Linked DNA regions of Danio rerio: region 2 is linked to region 1. The links are chromatin contacts, called in public Hi-C maps. All regions are on one chromosome and are shown on one strand. The core of a region is the stretch at or near the end of the contact, and the rest is flanking DNA. Distances in the headings are between cores, read along the strand shown. Region 1 overlaps mcf2l2 (MCF.2 cell line derived transforming sequence-like 2). Region 2 holds the start of mcf2l2 (MCF.2 cell line derived transforming sequence-like 2).

Region 1 (5,810 bases), core at 572-3,071:
CTAAAATTAGAATACATGGCATTGAAATGAATAGTAATTAATACATAATACATTTTTTAAATATGGAAACGAATGTAGATTAAAAATTTTTAAATACTGTAAACGAATGTAGATTATAAGGCCATGTATTTTATCAGATGGCATTTCCAAATGGTAGATAATTGTTAAAATAGTTGTTTTTTTTTTAAAATCAACTAAAAACTGAATCAAACCTTTTTGACGCAGAACCAAAATACAAAAGATTAAAAAAGAACAAACAATTATTATTTGTGAGAAAGCTGATACCTTTTTAGATGCAACAGAGATACAGTGCTATCAATGCAGCACATGATCATGTCTAAGTCTTGCAGGATCAGATTGTCACTCTTATATAATTAGATTTTATATATATTTATATATATATATATATATATATATATATATATATATATATATATATATATATATATATAATTTTTTTTTTTTAAGTTCCTAATTAAATAACCAACTGATTTACCCAACACAGTACCAAACAGGCCCATGAGTGTTCATTTTTGACCTGGTTTGAACCAAAAGCAATTTTGTTTACCATCTCAAGTGTTTAACCACTAGGCTACGCCAGCGTCCTTCTTAATATGTAACAGATGAAACAATTAGGCAACCAGCAGAGACATAAACAGCTGGCGACATCTGTTAGTGAATGTTTTTGACCCTGCTTTAAATCAGTTTTAATCAGCCTTTTTTCTGTGTGTGACGCTGACAGGTGCTCCTGATGGAGTGTTAAAGGGATAGTTACTCACTATTTACTCCTCCTTCACTTGTTACAAATCAGTTTGAGTTTCTTTCTTCTGTTAAACACAAAAGAAGATATTTTGAAGAAAGCTGGAAACCTGTAACCATTAAAATCTATTGTGGGTAAAGCAAATGCTATAAATGTCAATGGTTTTGTAACAACTGGTCAGGGTGAGGGTCCAAATGTTGTTTATTAACTTGGCAGGTAATGGTTAAAGCAGGAGGAAACAGCCCCTGTGTGTCAGTGCGTGCGTGCGTGTGTGCGTGTGTGTGTGAGTGTGTGTGTGTGTGTGTGTGTGTGTGTGTGTCTGCTGTATGGTTTATTTGATTGGTCCATCATGACCTTCCATCGTGTAATCGGGGGGAATCAGAAACTGGTGTGTCTGAGGTGCATGATTGGAGTTGTAGTTCATTAAATCGACAAATGTGTTATTCTTGATTGCTGGTAATTGTGAGAGCTTACAGGTTTCCAGCTTTCCTTGAAATATCTTCTTTTTGTGTTCAACAGAAGAAAGAAACTTATAAAGGTTTGGCACAAGTTAGGGGAAGTAAATAACGACAGAATTTTACGCAACACACAAAATGATACATAATAAAGAGACAGTTCACCTAAAAAAGACAGTTCTGCTATTTTTTACTCATCCTTCACTTGTTCCAAACCTGTTTAAGTTTATTTCTTCTCTTGAAATTAAACGACAATGTTTTAATGTTGCTAAAAAAACTGTAATTATTGACTTCCATAGTATTCGATTTCCTACTATGGAAGCCATTAGTTAAAGGTTTTCATCTTTCTTTAAAATATCTTCATTTTGTGTTCAAGCGAAGAAATACACTCATAAAGATTTATAACAATTGAGTAAACAATTGAGTAAATTTTCATTTGTGAGTGAACTATTTTTTTAACTAATGAACACCAGTGTTTACCATGTTCAGTGTAGACACAGTTTGTTCAAAAAAGGGTGGAAAAACTTACAGGCTGCACTGATGTAAGTGGGAGGGACATCGAAACTACAGACTTGCAGCTCCTTGGAGAGCATTTCCATTCCTTCCCACCCAAGTCAGCTCTCCTAAGGGCCTGGCCTGCGTCTCCGTCTGCTCATCTGCCAGAACGCCTGCACCAGCCATCAAAACTGCACCACTTACATAATGCTATGGTGAAAAACAGTCCTTTGTGCTACCTATTTAGCTGGCTCCTCTTGTCTTAAGTGCTGCTTTCCTCATGGTGTCGTCCATTAGGCTCTGTGAATCACACTGATAGAGTAGGTTTCAAATGTCTCTCAACTAGAAACAAGCAATTCCAGCGTTATGGATGTGACATTTGCAGTAAAAACTTACAACATAAATACACAGAGAAAGTATACGTTAACATTATGTTGAAAGATCTGTTTATATTTTACAAAACAACTAACCAAAGAGTTATGGGATAAGACAAAATATCAATCTGAAAACATCTTTTATATTTTAAATGAGGAAAATAAGCATGCGTTATGAATGTAAATAACAAAATATGCAAGTTTACGGAGTACAACTGTAAATTTATCAAACATTGAAGTCTGTGCTGCTGAGGTCATACTGTGTACAAATGGGTAGGGATTAGGAAGCTAGACTGCCTTGGTTCATCGTGTCTGCTTGTGAAGCATCTCAGGAAAGCACTGGATTTAATCCTAATGATCGTTTTTTAACACAACGTACATGGTCCTTTATTTGTTTTGTCTGCACATTGAAAACAAACTGATCCACCTGAAAATGTTCTATCATATGCGAGTGAATATTTGAAGCATGTCAACTAGCAAAATCCTCTTTGAGCAAAGCGCAAGATCGAATGAAACAAATTAGTGATCGACATACTGAAGTGTGTTCATTTCAATCTGGTGATTAATTTCCTGCTCTGCTGCCTGTGGTTGGTTTATCTTTTCAGGCTAAATTTTCTTGTCCGTATATCACGGCTTGTCAAGCTTCTGATTTTGATTATGTAATTAATACAGAAGATTGTAAAAATAAGACTAGAGTGTGCCATGTGAATACCGCAGAAAGCAGAAACCCTTAAGCAGAAACCCTTCTATGATTCCAAAAACCTTGTAAACACTAAAGTAAATCAAGAGCACCTGGTTGATGCTTGTGTTAAAACCTGTTTTACTTGCAGATTCATCCATCAGTACAGAGTTGTTACCAACTTCAATGTTATTGGGGATCAGGATAAGGTGGATTCTGGAGGTTCAATTCTTGGAGGTTGCCTACGAAATTCTGAAGTTTTACGAATTTTGAACAATTATTTTGTGTCATTTATCACATGCACAGTGTACTGACTTGATTGATTTGATTCATGAGATGAAATGAATGGAATCAACTTTTCTAGTCGGGCTTCTCCTTCACTGCTAGTAAGTAAATAAATTTACATTTAAATTACACAGAACAACCTTAAAGAAATAACATTTATTATAAGGCTCACTATAGAACAAAAATGATTGATTTTATTTTACTTCACATTTTTGCATTTATTAGTAAAAACTTTGTTATGAAAGTTTATATTGAAAACATTGACAGAGATATTTTATGCGTACTTTTACAGTATTGTAAAATACAAGCCTACACAAAAAACCTAGAAAAGGTTTCGCTATTTTGGTGAAAACATTATTTTCTTCACGGCAAGGTTGACATGTGCATGGAATTGATCAAATGATGCATAAATGAAAGACAGCCAGATGATCACACCAGGATTATATTCATATTATTAATTCTACAGTACATGCGATTTTCACGGTATCATTATGCACTATTCCTGTATGTATATTTTATATGGGCTACAACGGCTGTTTTATTAGGTACGTCTTTGATACTTCAGAATTGGAGCTCTTTCGCATTCTGCTTTAACGTACACATGACATTAAATCTAACTGTATTGATTTTGTTAGCTTGTTTTGTTGTAAACAATTCATTTGTGTAAAAAAACAATTGCTTGGCCTTGTAATCTAAAGTTGAAATCTAAAAAAAAAGCACTTCCTGTTTGTTTTCAGTTAATTTTTTACATCTGTCTGAGGTATTGGGTGAAGCTAACTTAACCACAACCCTTTAACTGTCAGTTTTGACTATGCGCTATGATAACAGAAATGGTGAGGAGGAGGTGTCTGTTTCTACTTTACTACATCCAATCAATTCAATTAATTTTTATTTTTATTACACTTTTACAATGTAGATTGTGTCAAAGCAGCTTAACGTAAACATTCTAGTAAACTGAAACTGTGTCAGTCTAGTTTTCAGCATTGAAGTTCAGTTTAGTTCAGTTCAGTGTGGTTTCATTTGCAAGCACAGTCCAAACACAAAAGAGCAAATCAATCCATGTGCACCTCCACAAGTCCCAGCCAAGCAAGCCAGTGGTGAGGAACAAACTTCACCAATTGACGAAAGTGAATAAAAAAAGTGTGCCTGAGCCTCGGACATTATCAGGAAGGAGTTTAGAAGCCATAAATGAGAATGCTCGACCTTTTTTAGTAGACTTTGCGATTCTGAGTTTTGAGATCTTAAAGAGAGGGTTGGATTGTTGCAAAACAGAAGGTTGGTTAGATAAACAGGAGCTAGATTATTTAAAGCAGGGATGTTCAAACTCGATCCTGGAGGGCCGGTGTCCTGCATAGTTTTGTTCCAACTTCTTTCAACACACCTCCCCGGTTTAATAGGTTTCTGATATACCTAGAAGAGGTTGATTAGCTAATTTAGATGTATTTAATTGGGGATGGAACTAAAATATGCAGGACACTGGCCCTCCTGGGCCGGGTTTGGGCATCCCTGATCTAAAGCTTTGTTGGTAAGAAACAATATTTTATAATCCATACAAAACTTAACTGGCAACGAGTGTAAAATTGGAATGATATAGTCATATTTTCTAGACCAGGTAAGAACTCTGGTAGCTGCAATTAAAGTTTATTATTATAAAGTTTATTATAGAGGATGGTGGCCAACCAGTTTCCAGTTGAAAAATCCCAACCACCCCCACACTATTTTCTCATTTAAAGGTGCAGTAGGTGATCTGCCAAAATGCTAACCGGTTAGCATATTATCTTTAAAACATAGTCCCTCCCTGCTGTCCAAAGCCACACCTCCTGAAATCACGAACGCGCACACTGTGACATGACAGATCCAACAGCATGCAGGAATTACACTTAGCAATAAGCCATACTTCCATGCTATTTCAGAGCGAATATTCAGAGTAGCATTATAAACAATATAGGGAGTGCGTCACAGGTTGTCATTGTTCAAAAATGAACCAATTTGAATATAAAACCACCTTCGTGGTAGTTTCACCACGTAAAGCAGGCTAGGCGGAAAAGCGCTATTTACTTGTTGTTGTTAAACTAAATAAAAATCTACATTATCCATGCTGTAAAAGATAACTTATGAAATTGAAAATAGTCACATCAATCTTTCTCCGGAAGATTTCAGTGGCTAAACAAAACTTCAGTGCGTATAACACATTCATTATACAACACAATCTACATCAGCTTTACTTGACTACAGTTGTTTTATAACACAACACACACATGTCTAAAAGAAATCCTTCAGCCACAGTGTCATCCTTCCTCCAGCTTGAAAAAGTAACTCCAATATTGATTCAAGATTGGTCAATCTACGGTAAATCTTTTTTATTTATATTTTTTGCTTTTTTTTAAAGAGGTTTTAAAGGATTTTCTATTGATGATTTTATTGGTGTGAACTGACCTCAACTTAGGTGTTTCAGCGAAGACCAAGCTGTACTGAAAATAGGGCATCAGATGGGTTGGGGATTTTTTTGTTTTGAATATTGAAACATTAGTGAAAAGGGAAATACACTTCCTCTTTAGTTGTATTTTATTAAAATAATTATCTTTACGTCACCCTTGCGAGTAGATGTGACATCTAAAGGATAAAAATAGATGAACATGTGACCTCTAAATGGATTTCCCTCATTACTGCACACAAACACATCTTTCTGTGATTTTGTTTTTCTCAGGAATGAACACAATGAAGAGAAAAATCCCTGTTAAGGCAGATCATTTTAAAGATAT
Region 2 (5,950 bases), core at 1,301-3,800, 51 kb before region 1:
GTTCCATCTTGCTTCAACACACCTGCCAGGAAGTTTCTAGTATATCTAGTAAGAGCTTGAATAGCTGGTTCAGGTGTGTTTGATTAGGGTTGGAGCTAAACTCTCCAGGAACACCCCTGGGGTATACAATATTATTTCAAGTCAATCACAACAGTGAAAACCACAACAGCGTTTGCTCAGTATTGCCAATAGATGGCGACCTTTCTACATAAATGTCCTGCTCATGTGTCCAGCAGGCGGCGCTGCAGCGCAATCCCCGTTTAGTTTATTAGTAAATTGACCTACAGCGCCATATGCCGGTGAAACTTTAGTAGGTCAATATTTATTCTTCCCTAAATCAGGCGACGATACATATTACAGTCATCTCAACATATAAGACGACGATTTCAGCCTGTCTTTCGATTTCTAGACTTTATTTAATTGATTTGACTAATACTGTAAAAGGAGCTGAGCATCTTTAATAGAAAACAATGTTTAAATTATTTATATTAAATATGAATAATGAAGACATCATAAAAACTCACTCGGTATTATTGATAATTAATCTTAAAACACTTTTAAAGAGTATGAGCGTAATAAGTTTAGATGTTATGGCAGGAGCACAGATGGCGTCTCATCACTGAGTGTTTCCAAGGAGATGATGTGGTTCCCAAGGGCGATGTCGTCAAGTAAGATGATAGCCGTTCATCAGCTCACGTCAAAATGTGGAGAGGAGCCCAGCTCAGTCCTGCTGATGCTGTTCCTCAACAACTGTAAGTAAATATAGGACCATTAAACATGCATAATGGGGCATTAAAGCATTTATCAAAGTTATGTTAATAGCAATAATAATGTTAATTAATGTATTTAAATATGCAGTAAATAAAAAGCACAATATTACATTATTATTATTATTGATTTTTATTATTATTAATTGAATGAATATTTATAAATTTTAAAATTTTAATTATACAATGCCTAATATTTCAAAACAATAAGGAAACATTGAAAGTAAATAGTTTAAACATTCAATATTCAAAATTTTTTTTTTCAAACAATACATAATAATATTTGTTAAAAATGTACATACTATATAGTGATAGTATGTATAATATAATTATACTTCATATGAGATTAATGTATAAAAATAGTAGAAGTTTTTATCACAATTAATAACAAATTTACTATTTTATGCGCTTAATATTTTAATAAATGGATAGGGTAAAACTAAGCAATATAATATAATATTTTGTTTAACATTGTTACACACAATGTTAATATCTTTTACCTGTAGAACAATATTATATATGTATATATAATATATGCAAATATTGTATCAAAATAGCATTATTAATAATAAACTAATAAAAAATATATATACATTATTTTCTACATGAATAATAAAAACAGTTTACATCTAAATAATAGTATAAAGTTAAACATTAACAATGAAAAATATACAATATTATGTAATAACAGTATTTTAAATATATAATTTCACCAGCATGCCACACTTTAAGCTAGACATTTTTTTAGGGATAAAAAGGATGGTAAGGAAACAGTAGGATGAAGGGAGGAGGTTAAATAGTAAACAGATAAGTAGGGTAATCGGGCATCCTACGGTGATGCCCAGAGACTAAGAGTGCGGGTACTGTCACTGTAATATTTTGGTATTGGAGTGATTAGCAGCCCCCGATTCAACCTCGGAGGGAAGAGAGAGTTATAGGATTGTTAATGGCAAGCAAGGAAACCAAGGGAGGGAGGGTGGGTTCGGGAAAACAAGAAGAACGGTGCTGGAGGGCTGGTCTGCCTTAAATAGGGAGTAGGTGATTGGTTAAGGATGTAAAATGAGGCATGGTCCCGCTGCCGAACCTTTGTTAATGAGTTAACTCTGTTACAATAAAATATAATATAAAAAAATAATAAATTATAAATTGAATTTTGTTTTCATTTAAATTGAATATTGTATATATTTTGATATATTATATTGTATGTATGTTTGTATATATGTATGTGTATGTATGTATATGTATCAAATGTATCAAAATAGAATTATTAATTATAAAATATGAAATGGATAATAAAATATACTTTATTTTCTTCCAAATTATTAAAAATCATTTTCATCTAAATAACAATAGTATAAAGTTAAATATTACCAATTTTTAATATAATGTAATATAATATAATATAATATAATATAATATAATATAATATAATATAATATAATATAATATAATACATTATATAATATATTATAATATAATATAATATAATATATTACAATACAATATATTATAATATAATATAATATAATAAGTATAATATAATATTATATAATATAATAAAATATAATAAATATAATATAATAAATATAAAATAATACATTATATAATATAATATAATATAATATAATATAAAATAATATAATATAATCATTGAAACCTTTCACAACAGATCCCCTCCTGCCTCTTTCCCTAACAGCTCCATTCCACTGACTCCATTGTTCCAGGTTTTGCGTGCTCATCTCTGTGTGTCTCCCTGAAGGCAGGTACCGTTTCCTCTTCTCTGATTCTCTTCCTGGTGCGTGAAACACACACAGTCTAACAGCCTGACAGGACAGAAACCAAAGACTCCAGCATCCCTGCATCAACAGCAGACACTCACAATGAACCATTAACATCACAAAAAGCTGCACTGCAGAAAAAAAAAGAGCCGGCTTGATCTGTCCTCCCGCGGAGACCTCCATCACGGGCTGGGAGTGGCTGCGGGTCTTTGTGAATCAGGGCAGAGAGGAGAGGAGGATTGAGGCGTTCTAGCATTCGCACCCTGAGATGCTCTGCAGGTTGGAGGAGGAAGAGGAGATGTCTCTACTGGAGCTTCAGCAGAGGGTGGACTGTATCATCACCCATGTTGGTGAGTGGCTTTTTATTCACTGCTGGAGCTCATGGATGGGGGGTGTGACGGGATGGATTGAGCTTTCTTGTGCTTGGGATGTAGGGGGTGTTCCCTGCTGGACAGGTATTTATAGAGGTTGGTTGCCGTGTCTGTGGTTTATTTTAGATTTTGAGAATTATTTTTCACATAGAATGTGGACATAGGAAGCACGGATTTATTTAATTTAATTTAATTTTAGTAAAATGTTTATATTTATTTTATCATTTTAATGTCTTGTAATGATTTTGATAGTACTTATACAGAATACTGTATGCGTTAGTTAAAAATACATAATAATATTAATTAACATACACATGATAATGCATTTATTATTAATGTCAAAAACAGCAATATCAATAAAACTATTAATATCAGGAAAATAATTTATTTAATGCAAATAAGTTTTGTAATAATCATAATTTCATATTATTTATTTTTTTACAAATTTATCTGTTAAAGAAAATAAAAAGTAAATAAATAAATAAATGTGTAAGATATTCAATGTTAAATAAATTTTAAAGACTTTGAGTTTAGACAACAATTATTTATTTTAGCGTTGACCCACATTTACTAATGGAATTCGGACATAGAAAGCACATATTTTTAAATGTAATTTAATTTGTTTTTTTGTTTTTGTAGTTTTATTTTATATTATTTTACTAGTATTGCAATGTCTTGAGAAGATTTTGATATTACTTAGATACTGTATGCATGAATAATATACAGATATATATTATTAATAAGCATACTCAAATATAATAATGCATTTAGTAATAATGTTAAAATGGCAATATTTATAGTACTATTGATGTCAGGAAAAATTATAATTTGATTTTATGTTAGAACATTTTACAATTCAAAAAAGAAAAATCAATAAACAAATAAACAAACAAACAAACAAACAAACAAGAAATAAATGTTTAAAACAGTTAAAAGAGGTTGATTTTAGTCAACTATGATTTATTATAGCATTGACTCACATTTACGAATAAAATGTGGACAGAGAAAGCACATATTTAATTTAATTTACTTTATATGAATTGAATATATTTAATTGTTATAAATTTGTACGGTTTAAAAGAAAAAAAATGTTAATGACAGTTAAAAAGGTTGGTTTTACACAACTATGGCTTATTTTAGCTTTGAATGTCTTCACATGGAATGTGGACAGGAAGAAGATATTTTATTGAATTTTATTCTTTTTATTTTATTTGTATGGCAATGTCTTGAGAAGATTTTGATAGTACACATATGCTGTATGCATTAATAAAATACAAATATTAATTCATATAAATAAGCATACACAAATATAATAATGCATTTAGTAATGATGTCAAAATAGCAATATTAGAAGTACTATTGATGTCCGGAAAAATCATAAATTCATGTTATTTAAATTTTAATGAATCACAAATCTAAAATGTAATCAATGAATAAATAGTTAGATGGGTGGACAATTGCAGTAGGTTGATTTTCATACAGATGTGATTTATTTTAGACAGGGCAATTTAAACAGATATTAAGAGAGCTTATTTATTCATAACTTTTTTTAATATTATTAATATATAGCCATATTGTAGGCACACATTTTGGAGATCATGTTAATGTCTTTGCATAGAAATTATCAGTTAATAAGTGACATTTAAACAGCAGAATAAAGCATTTATTTGGTGAAGGAATCAAATATCTCAGTTTATTTAATGTGTTTTTACACCAAAATCAGGTGGATTATGAGGAAACTCACTTTATTATAAAAACCTTAACTCTATTTGTTTGATATATTGTGGTGGTAGTCTAATAAAGCCTAATTGTATGATAAATCTGGGTGTTTTTGCTCCATCTACTCTGGAGATGGAATTAAATCATAAAAGCCACAAAAATGTCCATGTGCTTCAGTCACTGGCCCAGTGTAGTGAAGTAGGTTATTGTGCCGTGCTGCTGTTTCACTGTCCTGTCTGAGAGAGAGAGGCTCTGCTGACGCCCCCACTGCAGCCCTCGGGGGACGTAAAGACCGTTACTATGGAAACTGAGATGGGCTAGCTTCAGCCATATTGATTCATAGAGGCGCTCCATGCTTTAAACACATAGTCACTGCTTCCTAACTTTATTATCCACATTATAAAACACTACAACTTCCGCTTTCTGAGACCAATGACAATCAGCAGGCTTTCCAAACAATGATTAAGCCATTTTGCTTTCGCTTCAGTGCTTTTCTGCACTTTGGATGTTAGATGTATATTTACCAAAATGTTTAACAGCCTCTAAACCTCCCTTTTATTTAAAGGCAAGGCAGAGCAGGTACAAAAATGAACTAATATTTTTACTATCTATATATTTTTCCTGTGCTAATTATTTCTATAAATGTGAATATTGTGATTATTTGCAGACATTTTTAGCACAAAAATCAGAAAATTGGATGAAATCAGGTGCAGAGTTCTTTTTTAATTTTTATGAAAAGGTTTTTAATGACAGGATTTTGGGAATCTCATTTTATCACTCCATGATCCTGAAAATACTGTGAACAGTCAGAAAAATATGTTAACACTTTAGTTTAGGTCACAATTCACGCTTTTTCACTACTGGCCTATTTCCTGCCAGTTATTAAGATATTAACTTTTAATTAATTATGTGCTGCCTGCCATCTTGACCAGGTCTCACTGGAAGAAGAGACAGTTCTGTCTCAACGGGATCTCCTGGCTAAATAAAGGAAATAAATAAATAAACAAACAAACAAACAAACAAATAAATAAATAAATAAGCAAACAGACAAATAAATAAATAAATAAATAAATAAATAAATAAATAAATAAATAAGCAAATAAGCAAATAAATAAATAAATAAATAAATAAATAAATAAATAAATAAATAAATAAATAAATAAATAAATAAATAAATAAATAAATAAATAAATAAATAAAAAATTAGTAGTAGCCCCACACAGAATCTGCACGCGCAGAAGATTGTTGTAGATTTTTAGCCCATCACTGAGTCTATTTATTTACTTGTGTAAATGTGTGTACATTTATATTTCTT

Evidence for each region. Hi-C and Micro-C count contacts between places; a contact is called where the count stands out from the background.
Region 2: a contact with region 1 is called in a Hi-C map of fibroblasts, with 3 times the contacts expected there. The contact joins the promoter of mcf2l2 here to the enhancer-like site in region 1. A contact is called at or near these places in 5 of 18 Hi-C or Micro-C datasets (caudal fin, embryo, fibroblasts and 2 more) and 1 of 4 datasets of contacts at active chromatin or transcription factors (caudal fin).

Annotation. Positions count from the first base shown.
Region 1 is chr11:10,965,427-10,971,236 of GRCz12tu, reverse strand. All of the region lies in intron 2 of mcf2l2 (MCF.2 cell line derived transforming sequence-like 2), which reads left to right. Among named protein-coding and RNA genes, the nearest start is that of mcf2l2, 52 kb to the left of the region's middle. Within about 2 kb of position 1,821, at least 6 of the 62 cell types and tissues checked have an H3K27ac peak or open chromatin away from gene starts, as enhancers often do.
Region 2 is chr11:11,016,741-11,022,690 of GRCz12tu, reverse strand. mcf2l2 (MCF.2 cell line derived transforming sequence-like 2) reads left to right here and starts at 2,550. Exons shown (of 29, transcript XM_073916431.1): 1 at 2,550-2,895. The coding sequence starts at 2,814. It overlaps LOC141376544 (a long non-coding RNA gene), which reads right to left and starts at 2,879. Exons shown (of 2, transcript XR_012387037.1): 1 at 2,425-2,879; 2 at 1-750.